Linked DNA regions of Drosophila melanogaster: regions 1 and 3 are each linked to region 2. The links are chromatin contacts, called in public Hi-C maps. All regions are on one chromosome and are shown on one strand. Each heading gives the region's core, a stretch centred on a gene start, on an enhancer-like site or on the middle of the called end of the contact. The rest is flanking DNA. Distances are from core to core; before and after follow the strand shown.

What was found. A called contact is a pair of places that touch in the nucleus more often than the background predicts.
Region 1: a Hi-C map of the Kc167 cell line shows a contact between it and region 2, with 4 times the contacts expected there. The contact joins the promoter of Vha100-1 here to the promoter of Apc in region 2. A contact is called at or near these places in 10 of 107 Hi-C or Micro-C datasets (the Kc167 cell line, the ML-DmBG3-c2 cell line, the S2 cell line and 5 more).
Region 3: a contact with region 2 is called in a Hi-C map of the Kc167 cell line, with 6 times the contacts expected there. The contact joins the promoter of eEF1gamma here to the promoter of Apc in region 2. A contact is called at or near these places in 8 of 107 Hi-C or Micro-C datasets (the Kc167 cell line, the ML-DmBG3-c2 cell line, the S2 cell line and 4 more).

What each region holds. Positions count from the first base shown.
Region 1 is chr3R:29,129,554-29,132,721 of dm6, reverse strand. Vha100-1 (Vacuolar H[+] ATPase 100kD subunit 1) reads right to left here and starts at 1,529. Exons shown (of 11, transcript NM_170395.3): 1 at 1,451-1,529; 2 at 897-1,036; 3 at 420-596; 4 at 218-346. The coding sequence starts at 1,013. dgt6 (dim gamma-tubulin 6) reads left to right here and starts at 1,750. Exons shown (of 4, transcript NM_143414.4): 1 at 1,750-2,692; 2 at 2,759-3,168. The coding sequence starts at 1,831.
Region 2 is chr3R:28,843,342-28,846,228 of dm6, reverse strand. It overlaps Apc (APC-like), which reads left to right and starts at 1,481. Exons shown (of 4, transcript NM_057804.3): 1 at 1,481-1,669. It overlaps spg (sponge), which reads right to left and starts at 929. Exons shown (of 13, transcript NM_170379.5): 1 at 820-929; 2 at 229-280. The coding sequence starts at 262.
Region 3 is chr3R:29,218,613-29,221,532 of dm6, reverse strand. eEF1gamma (eukaryotic translation elongation factor 1 gamma) reads right to left here and starts at 1,361. Exons shown (of 4, transcript NM_170401.3): 1 at 1,333-1,361; 2 at 1,225-1,263; 3 at 954-1,103; 4 at 1-890. The coding sequence starts at 1,236. lncRNA:CR31044 (long non-coding RNA::CR31044) reads right to left here. Exons shown (of 3, transcript NR_037770.1): 3 at 1,866-2,920.

The sequences.
Region 1 (3,168 bases), core at 280-2,779, 290 kb before region 2:
GGGAAATAATTTTAGAGTGTAATTTGGGATAGATTGCTTATGTGACTAGAAGTCGTGGCTGCCACACTTGTGTTGTCGGTTGGGAAATTGGTTATTGCTTAGAAAATTTGGTTAGTTACCGGCCGCTTCAATGGCCGGCATTTGTTAATGGTAAATCGGTAACCGATCGCAGTTTGTTAGCTGATACCCATATGGAGTTACTCATGCCGCAGCTTACCTCATCGAAGAACACTTGGGTTTTGCGCAAAATATGCTTCAGCTCGGTCAGCTCCAGAAAGTTGCGCTTCAGGGCCTCGGCGTTCTGATTCACCTCCCTCAGCTCGTTCTCCAGCTTCTCAAAGGTGGCCTGAGCAGCAGACAAGAAAGCCATATAAGTTCAACAGTGTTTAGCAGAAAACAGGGAGTATGGCGGCGTATACCTCCAGGTCGATCATCTCGCGGGGCTGCGGGGCCTCGGGACTCTCCCCGGTGTCCAACATGGGGATGCCGTCCTTCTTGATCTCCTTCTCCAGGTAACGCAGCTTGCGCTCCATCTCATCGCAGCGGCGCACCTCGTTGACGAACTTCCTCTGGAAAGCGTTGACATCGGGATTGAGCTGCGGATTTCAAAAGATTGGTTTGTTATTGGGGGATCTCAAAGATACTTCATTTGTGCGATCAAGATATAGCACTTATGCCACTATATTTTTCAATTTTATTTAAATGAGGTAACACACGTAGTTATACTATACACTTAGTAGCTGGTGTCACCAGCTTTGCATTTACTTTGCATTCGCGTTAAAGGGGACGTTTCATGGAATACCGAATTCGCTAATGAGGTAAGGGGTATGATTGTGGTTTATGGTTAGTCAGTGCGGCTGCCTCGACCGCAGCTTTATGTAACCCATCCTACTCACATCTCGGAACTGGACCAATCCCAGTTCTCCCAACTCGGAGACGCAGGCGTAGGCCGCCTCGCTCTGCAGGAACAGCTGGCACAGCGCCATTTCCTCGCTGCGGAATAGGGAACCCATTGTGGCAGCCGGATTCCCGATATCTGCGAATGGAGAACAGACACTAAATCAGAATGCATATGTACATATATAGTACACAATGGGCCCATTCAATTGCATGATTCATGGCCAAACTGGGTTTCTTCCTAAGTTTTGCGGCCGTGTCGCATACATATTTTCATGCTGATTTGGTTATCGTTTCGGTGGGCGGACGTTCGCTTGTCCCCCAGATTATTTGTCTGTAATCTATACTATATATGCGCCGAGATTCGATTTCTATACCCCATGCGTATATTGATTTTTCTCCGCCGCGGACAAAAAGAAAGTGCTACGTTGGACCCGGATGCCAAGGTTTTCGGCTCGTTGGGGGTCAGCCAGTGACTGGGCTCGAGCTTTATCCGAAAACTATTTAGTTTGTCAGGGGGTCACTTCGAAATGAACGTCGATTAGTTAATTACCAAGTGCTTAAAAATTAAATATAAATTCGTCCACAAACTCCAGCAACCGACAAATTTCCGAACTATGAATCTAGTGTGACCGTGGCAGGTCATTGGATTTATACCAATCGAGTAACTAGGGAAATAAATTTGTACTTAAAAACAAATATCTGGGAAATATTATAAAAAACATTTAAAAAACACAAATGCTATTCGCAGTTACTATTCCTAGGGAAAATAAATAGATTTATCCCTTTTATATAACATTTTTCGTCAATATAAACAGGCAGTGGGAACGTCTTCATTCAGTTGAATTCAACCACTTGGTAACACTGGGCAGCAACAAAAACAAAGAACTTCAAACTAAACCGCCATATTTTACTTAATTTCTGTGCTAAAATATGGATCGGACCATAATTGCACCGTGGAAGGCCGAAGAGAAGGAGCAGAGCGAGAAGCTCCACAGGAAGCTGCAGGGACTGGCCCTGGTGCACCCCCTGCCGGACGAGCTGCGTAAGCTGATTGCCTGGGACATGTTCCTCAAGCCCAACCAGGTGGCCTTCGTGCATGTGATGCACTACCTCTTCCGTCTGCTGGATCCCGCGGAGTTCAAACGCCGCTTCTTCTGGCCCATCACCGACAAGAAGTCGGAGGCGAACTTTCGCTCCAGCACGGTGGAGTATCTGAAGCATCTGAACGAGAAGCACCAGCTGCATTGGGCCAACATCAAGTCGTATCTGGTGGTGATGCCCGGAGGCATGAGGTTCATCAACTTCCTGCTCGAGTTCGTGGGCTTCGTGATCCAGGAGCTCATCAAGCAGCGCGAGAAGTCACTTGGCTTAGAGGCGGGAACACCAAACGTGAGCGCCAAGGTCATGGCCCGCCAAAATGCCGTGATGAAGGAGTACGCTTCTTCGTATGTGGTCAATCTGGAGGAGAATACGGCCCTGTTGCGGGACAAGACCCAGAAGATCAGACGCCTGATGGCCGATCTGTCTGCAGACATGGGAGTGCCCGAGGAGCAACTGGCGGACGATGGCTTTCTGGATGAGTTCGAGGCCACCGCTGCACTCGGCGTGGAGCGGGTCATTACCCAACCCACCGAAAGGAAATTCGACCTGGAGGCATCTCTGTGCGGTCTCAAGGAGGCCATCGATCTTTTCCAGGTGAAGCAAGCCGAGAACAACCAGAGCAAGGAGGCGGTGGAGAAGGCACTTCGGGGCATGCGAGTGCTGTTCGACTGTGATGCAGTCACAGAAGGAGGTGAGACATCTTTGGTTGCATCCTTGCAGGTCTTTAAATTTAAATGGTTTTTCAATTCCTTCGCAGATTTCTACGATCCTTTGGGCGCATCAAAAATGGATGCGCTCTTAAACGGCTTTAATCGGATCAGCGGCACAATTGCCGAGCAACTGGATGCTAATGACCACTACAACGAATCGAATGCGTTTGTCACCACCGATTTGCAGGCTCTTCGAGTGGAACTTTCACAGTCCGAAGTCCAATTGAACAATTTACTCAAGAAACTAAACGAACCGTCCAAAAAGGACAAGGGAAGTGCCAATGCAAGTGGCTCCGCCAGGGTACAGACGCTTCAGCCGGCCACGCCTCGCTTCGAATCGGTTATCAGCTCCAAATTTGTTTCCACGCCTCCCATCAGAATCGACATGGGCGGCGGTGGCGGTCGCAATGCCCCAGTGCGTCTTGCACTGCAAGATGACTTCAATGGCAAACAGTTT
Region 2 (2,887 bases), core at 232-2,731:
ATGCTACAAACAGTTTGTGTACAAAAATAAGTAGAAAAGTCGCTTTTCCTCCCCGCTCGGTAACGTGCGGGGGTGGTTGGCATGGTATCCGGCGTTTCGCGGAAAAACGCGTGAATCGCCGCAAAAGGCAGCAATAAAAACAAAGGCCGCGCACGTGACGCCCAGCGGGGGGTGGTGGGTAGCTTGGAAAAGTGGGTGGCACACCGCCTACTCTTATTATTTACTCACCAACTCCGTATTTGTTGTTCGAAGGTATCCACATTTTGTCGCTGCTGCTTCGCTGCAAGTTAAGCCGAAAAAATCCAACTTAGCCGGCCACTCCTTGCATTTATAATTAATCAACGGTTTTTTGAGGAAACACCCTTTTCATCGGCAAATATCTGCATTTGAATTCGCATTTATAACGGCCAATATTTATCAACAATTTTTCGCAATAGCACACATACACACTCGTACACATCTACGCACTCAATAAAACTTTCGCTTTTGTTGTTGTCTATCTCCTTCTCTTTCTCGCACTTTATCTTGTTTAATAACTACAACTACAAGCAGAAAATACACTTGCTACATTGTTGTTGTCGCTGGAAGGCAACGATCGCGGTTCCAATTGGCAATGATTACCGCTAGGTGGAAGAAAAGGAAGTGGCTGATTGGGAAGTCTGGAAGTGGTGGCTTTGCTTTTGTTGCCTTTTTCACGGACCCGCGCACACACAAACAAGAAAATCAATACGAATTTGGGACTCCCAGCCGAACTTCCAATTGGATTTCTACACTGTGCGCAATTTAAATTGCTTGTCCCTTGGCTTCGCGAATTATTACCGTTGTTTTCTGCTGCACTTGCAACGCGTTTAATTTTCGCTATTTTTTGCGTTTTATTATTTTTCGCGTTCTCCGCTGCGCAGCTTCCCGGGCGCAGCAACAACAAATATCCGTCCGCCGCTCAGCTGTTTGAAGAACAACAACAAAATTCGGGATTCGTCGGCTTATATACGTTGCAGTGTGGCCAGTTGCTAAGCGATGGATTATTTACTATTGCATTTTTGAGGGAATTTTCATTTTAGCGGTGACGGTCACACCGGTATTTATGGTCTAGCTAAGACCCGAACCAATTCGCAGTTACAGTTTTGGAGGCACATTCATTCAATGTATTCAATAATTTAACAAACAAAACAATACCAAATCCGTTTTAATATGCAGTCCATAGCGTTGGTCTGACTCGGCCCCATTAACTCTATCCCATTTTTTTTTAAATTTTTTCTTTTAAATTAACGGTGTACGTATTACTTAACCGAGATATATAATGAATAAAATATAAGCACTAAATCTTTAAGGTTAGAAAATAAATTGCAGTATAAATATATTACGAACGAAGTAAATATTCAAGCGATATATATGATCCCAAGATATCGCTACATTCTCCCATCCCTAGCAGCTATTTCTTGTTGGTTTTTCGAATTCTCGATATAACAGTCACACTGCTCGCCGCGGTTGGTCGCAATTTTTGTTGATAAGCGGACTCGGAATTTCGGCCGCGCTGCGTATTTGTTTTGTCGCGAAACAAGCCAAGAATCCAAATAGTGGCAATATCTGTGGGCAAACAAGTGATAAAGCGGGAAATGTGTCATCTGGTGGGCGAGGAAGCTGCCGAGAAATTGTGTTTTTAGTCAAGGTACGCCAATCGGAGAATCTCTGGGTTCGTGTGTGTGTGGGAGTATAGTCGCTGACTCTTCCAATTGGAATTGTTCTTTTTGGGCCTGACAATAAAACGCAGAATGTTTACTCAATAAATGCGCACCATATACAGCTGGCGAATACAAATGTGTTTAGCTCAACTTGGAGCATGAGATACTCTTTAGTAGTTTCCTGTTCTCCTGCCGATTCCTTTTACAGGAAAAATCAATAAAGGTCCCAATCAGAACGCGACTGCGCCCTAGTGTGGGTGTGCAAAGTGCGTGCATGTGTGTGTCTATGTGTGTGAGTGCTCCTTTATCAGTTGGAAAACGCAGTGTGTTTCGTTTGTTTCGTTGTTGTTGTTTTCGTTTTAGTTTTCCAACAGCTGCAAGTGATTGTGGCACGCCTAATTGATAACTATTTTCGAGCACTTCCATTCAACTTCACCTCAGCATAATTAATCACCGCATTAAGGAAAATACGTTAATATCGGCACGCTCGATTGTCTTACATGCCCACAAACATGGGAGAAAAGGAAAACACAATTCCACACTGCATGCGCTCGTATTTAGTTTCCCTTTTACTTTTCTACAATTTACATAATCATCATCTCGCGGCGGCAAAGACACAAAACAACCGGGCAGCAAAACAAAAGTGGCGTTCATTAAACCAGCTCATAAATGCACACACAGAAATCATAAGTACATACATATGTACATATGTACAGTAGTTAGTATGTAGTTTCATTATTTAATGTTTTTGCGTACATTTCCCTGTGGTTTGATGGCTCGCGGTGTCATCATCTTTACCGCTTTTCCTTCCCCCGCAAATCTTCCATTCTTTTTTCTTTGATAATTCTGCCGCGAATATTTCGTATGCAAAATGTGTGCCAAGCCAAAAAACCGCACAGTGGGTGGGATGGGGCGATGTGGTGGCAAAATTGGTTATTAGCTTAATGGGAATTCACTTATTGGAGAAATATTTTTTATTTTTGCTATTCCCTTCTAATTGTAATTGTAATTGTACCATTTTTAGGGGAGGGTGTGACGAAAACCACCCTTCAGATCATCAATCTGCCAAAAAAAATATTTCCCTCTTTCAAATATTTCAACCTAGTATTCATTTTATCACAACAAATTACACTTTCCAAATTAGGTATTCATATGTCGGTTTAAAATAACTTTTAAGACCTTACCCTCTATAAGGTGATGAAGCT
Region 3 (2,920 bases), core at 112-2,611, 380 kb before region 2:
GCCGCCTTGCGCATCTTGTCCAGACGCTGGAACATGCCGGTGATGAGATTGCACGACATGAACACCTTGGACAGCTCCTCGTTGTATTTGTACTCGCCAAACCAGATCGAGTAGTTCTCGGCATCGAACTTATCGAAGAAGTAGGGAATGGACTTGGCCTCGTCCTCGTTGGAGTACACGCGCTTGAAGTCATCGAAGTTGAAGGTGCCCTTGGGCAGCGCATCGAAGGGGTCCTTGGACTTGGGCTCGGCGGCCAGGGCCTCATCGGCGGCGTCCAACTCCTCGGCGGGCTCGGCAGCCTTCTTGGGCGCCTCCTTCTTTTCCTTGGGCTTCTTCTCCTGCTTCTGCTGCTGAGCCTGCTGCTGGGGCTTGGCGGCTCCGGTCTTGGCCTGGAACTCGGCGTACTTCTTGGGGTCGAAGACCAGGGCCTTCTCGCACAGCTTGTAGTCCTTGACGACGGCCTGGACCTGCTTCTGGTTGAGGATGGTGACGAACCAGCGGTTCACGTTGCCGAAGGCACTGCGCACACTGGGCTCCAGGACGTACTCGTACAGGTGGAGCAGACTGCTGAAGACCACAATGTCGGCCAATGTGATCCTCTCGCCGGCCAGGAAGGTGGCGTCCTGCAGCTTCTGGTTGAGCTGCTGCAGCACAGCCTCGGCCTCTTGCTTGGCAGTGCTGTTCTTCTGCTGCGGCAGAATGCCCAGCAGGGGGAAGACCCAGGCACAGGAGGCAGGCACAATCTCGTTGTCGGCGAAGGAGATCCACTGCTGGACCTGGGCCTGCACGAAGGGGCACTTTCCGCCGCGCAGCTGCTCGTTGGCCAGCAGGTAGGCGATGGCATTGGACTCGCTCAAGTACTGTCCTTCGGCGGTCTCAAAGGCGGGCACCTACGGGCACATATCGTGTTGATGACCTGGCACTAGCCACACCCACAAAAAAAGCGGACTCACCTTGCCACCGGGGAACTTCTTGAGGAACTCAGCCGACTTGTTGGTCTCGCCGAACTTGAAGTTGTCGGCCACTTTCACCTGGGCTCCGGAGTACTGGGCTGCGATGAGCGCCTTGTAGGCCCGGAAGTTCTCGGGGTAAGTGTACAGAGTCTGCAAATATGGGTGGATTAGTTGTGATATCGTGGCAGCTAACCGGCATCTGGAAATTCGCAAATTCACATGGCTCGAAGCCACGGATTGGAAAATCCTCACTGCCCTTGTGCGTACGTACTCCTTTCACCATGGTGGATTCGCCGTTTAAATCGTCTGCCTGCAAATACAGTATTAAATACGATATAGTGGCAAATTCAGCGAAAAAACGCGGAGCACACGCACTCACCGGAAACGAAGAAGAGAAGGGACGGAAACAGGGCTGCAGGAGTCATCATGGTTACGGCGATATATCGATATTTCCTAGGCCATTTTGGTCATCGATGATTTCTATTCGACCTCGATGTTAAATTATACCTAAAAACATAAATCATTATCGTTTTTGGTATATTTATTTATCACATTTCAATTTGTAAATAAAGTCCAATAAGTGGGGTTTCAATAACAGCGTGCTGTTAAGCGCAAGGCGTTCCACCACTAACTGATCGTTAGTAAGAAAGATCCAATTTCAAATAAGGTGCGTTTATTCTAAAACGACCCGTATTTTTTTGAATTTAAAGTGTTCCCCTATGAAGATATCTGTGATCTCGTTTTATATTTATATTTAGCATACTGTTTAGTATTGCCTGATATTTCATAATTTAAATTTAAATACAGTGTTGTAAAGGGAAAACATAATCTCTGCGAATAGCAGCCTAATCGATGTTAACAGCAGCGAACTATGTTAAGATGGAAGATGAATTTAAGGAAGATTTTTAATTTAATATAAAAACGTTTTATTTATATTACAACGTCAAAGAAAGCAGTATTTGTGAAGTTTATATATTGTTGACATCCTTAAGTTCTTCTGTTGTTTAGGTCAATGATCTGAATATTGAACATTTTTTATCTCACATTAAATATTTGCCGTGTTCATAAACCAAGAAGCCAAAGACGACGCATTACTTAATGAAAACCATTACAGGTACTTTATTTAGATGCTACAAACATGATCACTACGTTCCCCCCACCCCTGCAGAATGCATCAGCATCGAATCGATCGAGGGCCTTCCTTCTCGACAGCATCCTCTTTTTTTTCCGAACGGAAATGCCGCGCATTGGGACGGACTGAGTGACTGAGTCGGTGTCCCGGGGATCGGGGCAAACATTTTTCCAGCTGCCGCCGTCGTAGAGTTCAAGTTCTGCATTGCTCTAATCGCTGCATTGTCATCTTCTCCAGCTCCAGCTCCAGCTTCTACTCTGGCTGCAACTCCAACTCCAGCTGCAGCCCCTTTTCCCAATCACCGCTTGGCGAAGTGCAGGCTTTCGCTGCTTGTGCTTGTTCTGAGCCGATGTTGCTGTTGATGCAGTTGTTGCTGCATCTGGTGGTGTTGGAGCCGTGGGTTGGTATGAGTTGGTATTGCCGCGCTTGTGGGAACGAGCACACATAGCAGGAAAACTATTTTCAAATTGGAAAGGTTTTGCACTTCTCCAACGCGCCGCGTTCGACGACGACAACCTCTTTCTCGTTAGTTTGTTCTTTTAACTATTATATCAATTAGTTGCGGCGTTTGACGGCTTCTTGTTGCTGCTGCTGCTGCTGTTCCTGATTGTTATTGCTGCTGCTGCTGCGGCTGCTTCGACCAGGAGGAAGTGGAAATCCAGTGCAGGGAAAGCCAGCTGCCGCGGCCGTTGCAACTGAATGCGCTTCTCGGCTTTGCCACCGCCGGTCGGGGTTGCAAACTCGCGGGGCCCATATTCATTTAGAAAATATGTAAATAAGCCAGCCGAGCCGCCGAAGTGAAGTGCCCTGCTCTCTCCTCCCTGCGGTGCGTTGG